2 separate regions of the Oryctolagus cuniculus genome follow, and region 2 is linked to region 1. The links are chromatin contacts, called in public Micro-C maps. All regions are on one chromosome and are shown on one strand. Each heading gives the region's core, a stretch centred on a gene start, on an enhancer-like site or on the middle of the called end of the contact. The rest is flanking DNA. Distances are from core to core; before and after follow the strand shown. Region 1 holds the start of COPS4 (COP9 signalosome subunit 4). Region 2 holds the start of THAP9 (THAP domain containing 9).

Region 1 (4,150 bases), core at 1,050-3,549:
CCGATGCATGGCTCACTTGGTTAATCCTCTGCCTACAGCGCCGGCATCCCATATGGGCACCGGATTCTGTCCCAGTTGCTCCTCTTCCAGTCCAGCTCTCTGCTGTGGCCTGGGAGGGCAGTGGAGGATGGCCCAAGTGCTTGGGCCCTGCACCCGCATGGGAGACCTGGGAGAAGCACCTGGCTCCTGGCTTCGGATTGGCGCAGTGCCACCGGCTGTAGCGGCCATTTGGGGAGTGAACCAGTGGAAGGAAGACCTTTCTGTCTCTTTCTCTGTCTATAACTCTGTCAAATAAATTTTTAAAAAATTAAAAAGAGAAAGAAAATAAAGCCAAATAAATCTAGTTTAAACCAGATTGTCCTTAGACACAACTGAATGAGAAGTTGAACTCTTTCCTTAGGGAGGGAGTATGTTGTCCTGTGAAGGACACAAAGATTTTTAGGTGAACAGAACAGATCATAGCAGTAACTACTGTTTGTACCACTATGTTCACCCTTTCCTTTTCTTTGTGAGCACAAGGCAACACAAGGGGAAATTAAGTTTCCAGAATCACTATTATTAGGCATTCTTGCCAGTGGAATGGGATCTGAATTGATGTGGGCAATTTCCACTTTACTTTCTTAAAAGGAATTTATTCTGGACTTTTTTTTTCTCCTTTGCAATAGAGGAAATATGCCAATTATCACATCTCGAGATGGCAAAAAGTTCAAAGGTTTGAATTTTGTAGGCAAGACTGTAAGACATTGCACTCTTAGATACTTCTGGTAGGAGGGCAAAATGATAGCATCCCTATCAAGTGAAACTTTACAATATATATCACAATTTTAAGTATGTCTCCTTTGAGTCATTTCTGGGAATGTGTTTTGCTGGTACATAATTCTATATAAAATGATGTACAGGAAAAGTTATTCATTGCAGGAGTGGCTGTTTGTTCTGGCAGTTAGGATGCTCAGATCCCATCCTGGAGTGCCTGGGCTCCATCCATGCTCTGCTCCTGGCAATGCAGACTCTGGGAGGCAGCAGTGATGTCTCAAGTGGTTGGGTTCCTGTCATCCATACAGGAAAGTCTGGACTGTGTTCCTGGCTCCTGGCTTTGGCTGGAAACGGGAGTTTACCCTGTGTCTCTCCCTTTCTTAAAAACAATAACAATAACTACAATTATAATGTCTCACTCCCTAGACTTAAATGTCCTATAAGGATTAAGTAAATTTTGGCATACCTTCACTAGGTAGTACTCTCCACCTCTAAAACGAATGACTTTTAAGATGGGACTTAGGCCAGCGCCATGGCTCAATAGGCTAATTCTCTGCCTGCGGCGCCGGCACACTAGGTTCTAGTCTTGGTCGGGGCGCCAGATTCTGTCCCGGTTGCTCCACTTCTAGTCCAGCTCTCTGTTGTGGCCCGGGAGTGCAGTGGAGGATGGCCCAAGTCCTTGGGCCCTGCACTTGCATGGGAGACCAGGAGAAGCACCTGGCTCCTGGCTTCAGATCAGCGCGGTGCGCCCGCAGCGCGCCAGCTACAGTGGCCATTGGGGGGATGAACCAATGGCAAAGGAAGACCTTTCTCTCTGTCTCTCTCTCTCACTGTCCACTCTGCCTGTCCAAAAATAATAAAAAAAAGACTGGACTTAAATGGTAAGATCGCCAGGAAAAGTGAAAAATTCAAGAGCAGAACAATGAAACAATGTGCTTCTCATTGTAAAAGGAAGGAGATACACAGATTTCTACTTCTTTCAGAAATTCTCTAGGGATTTATAGAATATATATATATATATATATAAAATACACATTATATATAATAATACATGTTTTATATAATACATATATATAGAATATATATACACACATATATAAGATACATGAGTGATGAATGCAATCACCTATAAAGGGCGAGTGAACATATACTTTGTCACTCAGATGGAGTCGTTTCTAGAATGAAAAGAGGTGTTAATAAATACCTCAGGACACCAGACTAAAAATGGTACTGTCCTGGACACATGGGATGTATGATCAAACATTAAAAAAGATACCTGGTGTGTGTGTGGGGGTGGGTGGGACGCGGACATTTTTTATCTTATTTTTAAAAAGCACTGGTCTGTGGTGAATTGGAAATAAACAAAAAACTCGCCCTTTACCACACGTAGTTTCAGCGCTGCCTTAACGAACGAAGAATAAACCATAAACGTGAAACACGGACCTTAGCGCAAACGCAGTAGTTGTACGTACCGAGCCCTTACTGGAGCTGCACAAGCGACACACTCCCTTCAAGTTCATCAGCCAATCCCAAGTCGGAGCGTGAGAGCCAGCGCCTGTGGGAGAGGCCAGGGCGGGCCTGGGACGTGAGGAGTGAAGCGCCGTGTCATTCAACCCGGAGGGCGGAGGTAGCTCAGGTCCCGCCCCACCCACTGACGCTCTGGCCCGCGTAGGGGCTACTCTGTGGTATCCTTGGTTCTCTCTGGCCCCACTCCGGAGGACCATACTCGTTTTCTTTGAGGCTGTGAGGGGCCCCCTCAGCCAAGGCTGAGGTGGAAGAAAGATGGCGGCAGCCGTGCGACAGGATTTGGCCCAGCTCATGAATTCGAGCGGCTCTCATAAAGATCTGGCGGGCAAGTGAGTGTTTCCCGAGAGCAAGAGAGTGGGGAAGAGAGTGGGGAAGGAAGCCATAGTTCTCCTTGGGCTGACCGCCACCCTCGTGTTCGAGGCCTGACGACCGAGGGGGCGGGCCTGAGAGCGGCTGGGGCGGTGAGTGTTGCGGGGACCGGACCTTGTGCAGAGGCTCAGGAGGCCAGGGGCGCGGGGTGACTGTCAGCGTGTCCAGTCCTCCGTGGCGTCCTTCCTGGTCCCTCTGCATTCGGGAAGCGCGGTCAGCGGGACGACTGCTCCCCGGGCCTCCGCACGCTTCCCTGGTGCTCTTTCCCGTAGCGGCCTGGCCGCTCACCCCCCGGGCTGGCTCTGGATCTCTTTCCCTCTTTTAGAATGAGGGAAATTTCTATGCTGGCGTCTCGATGCGGAGTTTTCCGGGGCAGATGGGCTCTCGGGGTTCACGGGGACGGAGGAGGCATGGCCGCTGCCCTGTGGTCCGGAGCCACTCAGACCATCTTTGCTGGGTCCATGTGTGTTGGGTGCTCTCCTCGCCAGCAGCCTGAGGAAGGCGGAGTGTTCTGCCATCGTGGCTTAGCATCCTAAGTATTGATCTTTGCAGGAATCTGGATTGTGTAGGCATTTCGTCGAAGTGTTTGTAGACTACATAGGTTCACCGCCTGTTAGAATGTGTGACCCGTGCTTGTCCCGCAGGCGATTGCTCAGCAGTGTTAGGGATAGGTAGGCGCCTGTCGCCTCCGCTGCCTTTGCAGATTTGACAGCACTGCTCGTTTGTAAGGAACATGCTTTCTGTTTATATAAAGTAGGCTTCTCAAGTCGAACCAAATATTTACATCCTGACAGCTGAGATCACCTGCTTTGACCTAGGCATTGACATTGCTACTTTTTTTTTTTTTTTTTAACTGTAGGCTGTGCTGCCTTTTTTTCTGGTGGTAAATGTAATCAACTTATGTGGGTGAGCAGGACAGCTGTATATCGCAGCTTTACCTACTTTGCTGCATTTCTCGCTGAGGGAAATGGGGCTAATAAAAGGACTTATTCTTGTTTGAGTTTGCCTGAGGACAAAAATGAATATGTGCATATACTCATATATGAGGGAACATGGAATTTGTGGGAAAATGAAATTATGGATTTATTTTGGTGCAGAAGTTCCTGAGAGAAGAACTTTTTAGTATGTGGAAACTGTTTATTGTGAAAAGACTGCATGGATTTCTTTTTTTTTTTTTTTCCTTTAATTGTTTATTTGGAAATCAGTTACAAAGAGAAAGGGAGAGACAGAGGGAGAGAGATATTCCATCTGCTGGTTCACTCCTTAAGTGGCCGCAATGGCCAGGGCTGGGCCTTTCTGAAGCCAGGAGCCAGGAACTTCATCACCCAGGGGGGCAGGTGCCCAAGCACTTGAGCCATCTTCTACTGCTTTCCCAGGCGCATTAGCAGGAATCTGGATCAGAAGTGGAGCAGCCAGGACTCAAACCAGCACCCACATGGGATGCCAGCACTATAGGCAGCGGGTTTATTTGCTATGCTACAGTGCAGGCCCCAAGACTGCA
Region 2 (4,150 bases), core at 873-3,372, 130 kb before region 1:
GGCTATGGCAGTCTCCATTTAAAATCATCTTCAATGGAAGGGGGGGAAGGATAAAAGTACCCCTCAGGTACTAATCGCTGTTTCTTTTAATTTTGGTAATCATCAATTTGCATAGGTTTTGATCAGTCTACCCCATAATGATTTTTCCCATAAGCCTTCCCACTTTCAGGAAGTTTTTTTCAGAAACACTTGTGGCACAGCAAAACACATGTGCCAGAGACTCAAACTCACTATAGACATTGTTTCTGTATTCAAGGTACACCCTCCAACAGGTTCCTTAGCGACTTTTGAGGACTTAAAAAGGCAAATACCACAGTAAGATACCATTTCACTTCACACTTGTGAAAGTGAGTTGATACTGGAACCTGTGGATGGAAGCTCTGTCTCCCTCTGTCTCTCAAATAAAAATAAATCTTTTAAGAAAGCAAAAATTGTTAACCACCTAAATGTCTACCAACTGATAAACGGATAATTATCATGTGGTAAGCCCCCACAATGCAATATGACATCAGGTACAGGAATTACACACCGAAAACTTGCTATACCAAGAACTCTGAAAACATTCTGCAAAGTCAAAGATGTTCACAAAAGATAATGTATTACGGTTTACACGAACTGTACCTAATAAGCAAATTACAGAAAGTAAACCGGGGGTTTCTGGGGACTGGAGTGAGGGAGGATGAAAGGAGACAGCTAGTAAGAAGGGATTTTCCTTTTGGGGTGGTAAAAATGCTCTAAAATTAACCGTGGTGATAGCTGCACAACTATGTGCATTTGTCCAAACCACTGAATTGTACATTTTAAATCAGTTTTGTGGAAAATAATTTCAAGAAAACTACTGCAAAAAAGGCAACCAATTTTCTCCTTAAAGACAACTGAAAAGTTTTGTTTTTATCTCAATTAGGTATTAATTGGTCGAACACTATCAGAAAAGCATCTAATAGTCTCATCAACTGACCCTACTTAAACTCAAGCCCTATCTTCTCACAACCAAGCCAGCATTTGCCTCGCATCCCGCCCCCCCCCCCCCGCCACCCCCCAACCAACTTCAAGTTCACGGACTACTCTCAAGAGTACATGCCTTAAGAAAAGGTAAGCAAAAGCTCTGTTAGCGTCACTCGGATTAAGATAGAAGCGTAGCATAAGGGCAAGTGATACCTTGAGATGAATATTTTTGGCTAGAATCTGGGCAAAAGTGAACACAACAGCAGAAAGCAGAAACCTCGCTAGGCCCATGGATCCGGAATCGTTTCGGTGAGCTGGAGAAGGAAATAAAAGTTACAGACACTATTGCTTGAAAACAAAATGACACAGAGAGAAAAACAAACGTATTTAATATTTTCTCAAAAACAATGTCCTACATTGACCTAACGTTTCCGTCTGTGAAAAACTGGAATCTCGAAGCGTAAACGCGGCGCGCTTGACTGAACCAGTGTTCGCGCATCTTCTCACTCCCCAGACTGGACACGACGCCCCTTGCCCACCCCACACCGTCCTGCCCCACGGCCGCACGGAGGAATCCTCACTACGCGTGGGCTCCACACAGCCCCAAGCACCCGATCTCATTCCCTCGCCGACTTCCGCGCTGGGATGAGGCTTCCACGCGGCGGCCCCTCTCACCAGCCCGCCACTCTGCGTCTCCGGAACATGCACCTGCAGCCCACAGCTCCTATGTCTTCTCCGCCTCAGAAAGCTGCAGGCCTCTCAAGTCCCTCGTTTTTAGCTCGACTTTGTCTTCAGGATTTCCACCGCACGGCGTCTCGTCCCTCACGCTTTCTTCCAGGTCCAAAGATCGCACCCTGAGACCCATCGGCACGCCGTCCTCAGTCCTCTCAGTTTGGGGCCTGCTCCTCTGCTTCGCGTCCTCAGGCTCAGTCTCAAAACAAAGGCGATGGCACCGGATTGAACCAGAACGGGCGAATAGCCCTGGAGAGCCCAGCGTTAGCAACAAAACCAGCTACCCACCCTCCAACAGAGAGGGAGGCGTGGCCAAGCGCACGTCTCAACTTCCCTCCCCCCGACCTTTTCGATTGGTCGCTGCGACGCGACGTGGCTCACGATTGGCTACGGCGCCAAGCGCGGCGCCTACAGAGAGGAAAAGGGGGTGGAGTCCAGCGCCTCCAAAGCCCGCCTTCCTGAATAAATAAAGGCCGTAGCGGCCGAGTCAACGGGCGGAGCTAAGTTGTCGTGATTCAAGCTGTCGCGGGAACCCCGAAGGCGGAACCCCACGTAATTAGAAGATGACCCGAAGTTGCTGCGCAGTGGGCTGCAGCACGCGGGACACCGTGCGGAGCCGGGAGCGCGGCCTCTCCTTCCACCAGTGCGTGTGAGAGCAGCCCGGGAGCCAGCACTCTCGCCGCCGGGCCTGGCGGGCTGTAGGCCGAGGCGGGGCCCGGGCAGTGCGTGGCGCCGCGCACGTGACGCGATGCGGCGTGGCGCGGGGCGGGGGAGCCCAGAAAGTTGAGGTCTGCTTAGCCCCAGTTTGCCGGTTCTGTCTCCCTCTGCCTGCTGCTCGCCTAGTGGCGTTTAACAGGGTTACTGGAAGGAAGCCTGCCTTTCTCTGGGTGCTCCTACTGCACCCAGAGAGACCGGGGAGGGAGGGAGGTTGGGAGAACTGAGGGGCCCGGGTGAGCACACGTCAGGTTTCGTCTGTCCTGCCTTGACGTTGCAGGTTGTTCAGTGCGGTTAACCTGGCCGTACTCTGGCCGATCTGGGCATGGAAGTGTCCTTTGGGCCAAGAGTGGGGCAGAGAGGGAGGAGTTGGGAAGTGCAGGTTCAGTGTAGAGGAGTGGGAGGCAAAGACTTGTGTTGCGGGATTAAGGAGTTTGGACTATGTACGGTAGACCCGATTTACTTGTTTTATTTGAGAGGCAGAGACTGAGAGAAGTATTCCATCCGCTGGTTCACTCCCCAGATGGCCGCAGCGGCTGGAGCTGAGCCGATCCAAAGCCAGGAACCAGGAGTCTCCTCCGGGTCTCCCATGCAGGTTCAGGGGCCCAAGGACTTGGGCCATCTTCCACTGCTTTCCCAGGCCACAGCAGAGAGCTGGATCAGAAGTGGAGCAGCCGGGACTCAAACCGGCGGCCCTATGGATTACCGGCACTGCAGGCCGCGACCCCACTAGTCATTTTTCAAAACCTAGGGCTGATTCCGGCCCTCGGTGTGTTAGCAGTTGTATGGCTTCCTGTCTCCCTTGCCATGTTCTCCCTTCAGTAAATTCCCCTACTCTTATTTTAAACTGCTTTATCTACTGTTAGTTCTGAGAGCCAGTAAGCACCCTCTTGTTACTCCTGCTTTTAAACACAGCTCGATCCTGTGTACCGCCTTTCACTGCCCTACCAGTCTCCTCCCTTTATAACCAGGCTCCTGAAAACTGTGTGCACCGAGTCCCACGGGCTTTTTTACCTATCACAGCCAGCTACCTGCCCCCGCTGCCCTAATAAAATAACGCTGGCAGAGGGTCACCCGCGGCCTTGCCAGATCTAGTTCGTTCTTAGTCCTTCCCTGGACCTGTTTTTAACCTGTCATCGTTTGGACTGCTCCATGAGAAGCCCCGCGCTCTCCCAAGGCTAAATTCTTTCCCCTTCTTTTCACCTTCCGGGTTTCCTGGAAGCTCTCTTTTAAATGCAAATTTTTTTCTTGGTGTTCCCCTTGAGGCTTTTCATTGTCTCAAAGCCTGAATCCTGGTTCCTCCGTGAGGACTTTCCTCCTGGAACCCCTCCCAGTCTGAATTACATTTGCATTCCCTCCGTGTGTTTCTGTTACTGTACCCTTGGGCTGAATGAACACATGTTTCTCTGTGATTGGGAAGAAGGCATTTTTGTCTTGCTGACTCTAGGAAGTTGTAAGGAGAGAACAGATACAGGAAAAGGAGTTAGAATACTATTGTGTTAGTCCCAGCAAGGGGTTCTAATAAGGAATTGAATTAAGGGCTCAGTAAAAGGGGTGATACCGGAAGGGCAGAATTGGACAACTTGCCATTGCTGTGACTTTTTTTTTTTAAGATTTATTTATTTATTTGAAAGAGAAAGAGACCTTTTATCTGCTGATTCATGCCCCAAGTGGTGCAGTGGCCAGGCCAGAGCAGAGCCAGGCCCAGTCCAGGAGTCAGGAGCTTCTTTCAGGCTTCGCATGTGGGAGGCAAGGGCCC

The links. A called contact is a pair of places that touch in the nucleus more often than the background predicts.
Region 2: a contact with region 1 is called in a Micro-C map of ear pinna, with 5 times the contacts expected there. The contact joins the promoter of THAP9 here to the promoter of COPS4 in region 1. A contact is called at or near these places in 2 of 6 Hi-C or Micro-C datasets (ear pinna and an unstated tissue).

What each region holds. Positions count from the first base shown.
Region 1 is chr8:82,816,416-82,820,565 of mOryCun1.1, reverse strand. COPS4 (COP9 signalosome subunit 4) reads left to right here and starts at 2,299. Exons shown (of 10, transcript XM_002717065.5): 1 at 2,299-2,609. The coding sequence starts at 2,536. It overlaps LIN54 (lin-54 DREAM MuvB core complex component), which reads right to left and starts at 2,322. Exons shown (of 13, transcript XM_070047949.1): 1 at 2,226-2,322.
Region 2 is chr8:82,945,506-82,949,655 of mOryCun1.1, reverse strand. THAP9 (THAP domain containing 9) reads left to right here and starts at 2,122. Exons shown (of 5, transcript XM_008267662.4): 1 at 2,122-2,320. The coding sequence starts at 2,241. It overlaps LOC127483186, which reads right to left and starts at 1,999. Exons shown (of 5, transcript XR_011378377.1): 1 at 1,654-1,999; 2 at 1,159-1,259.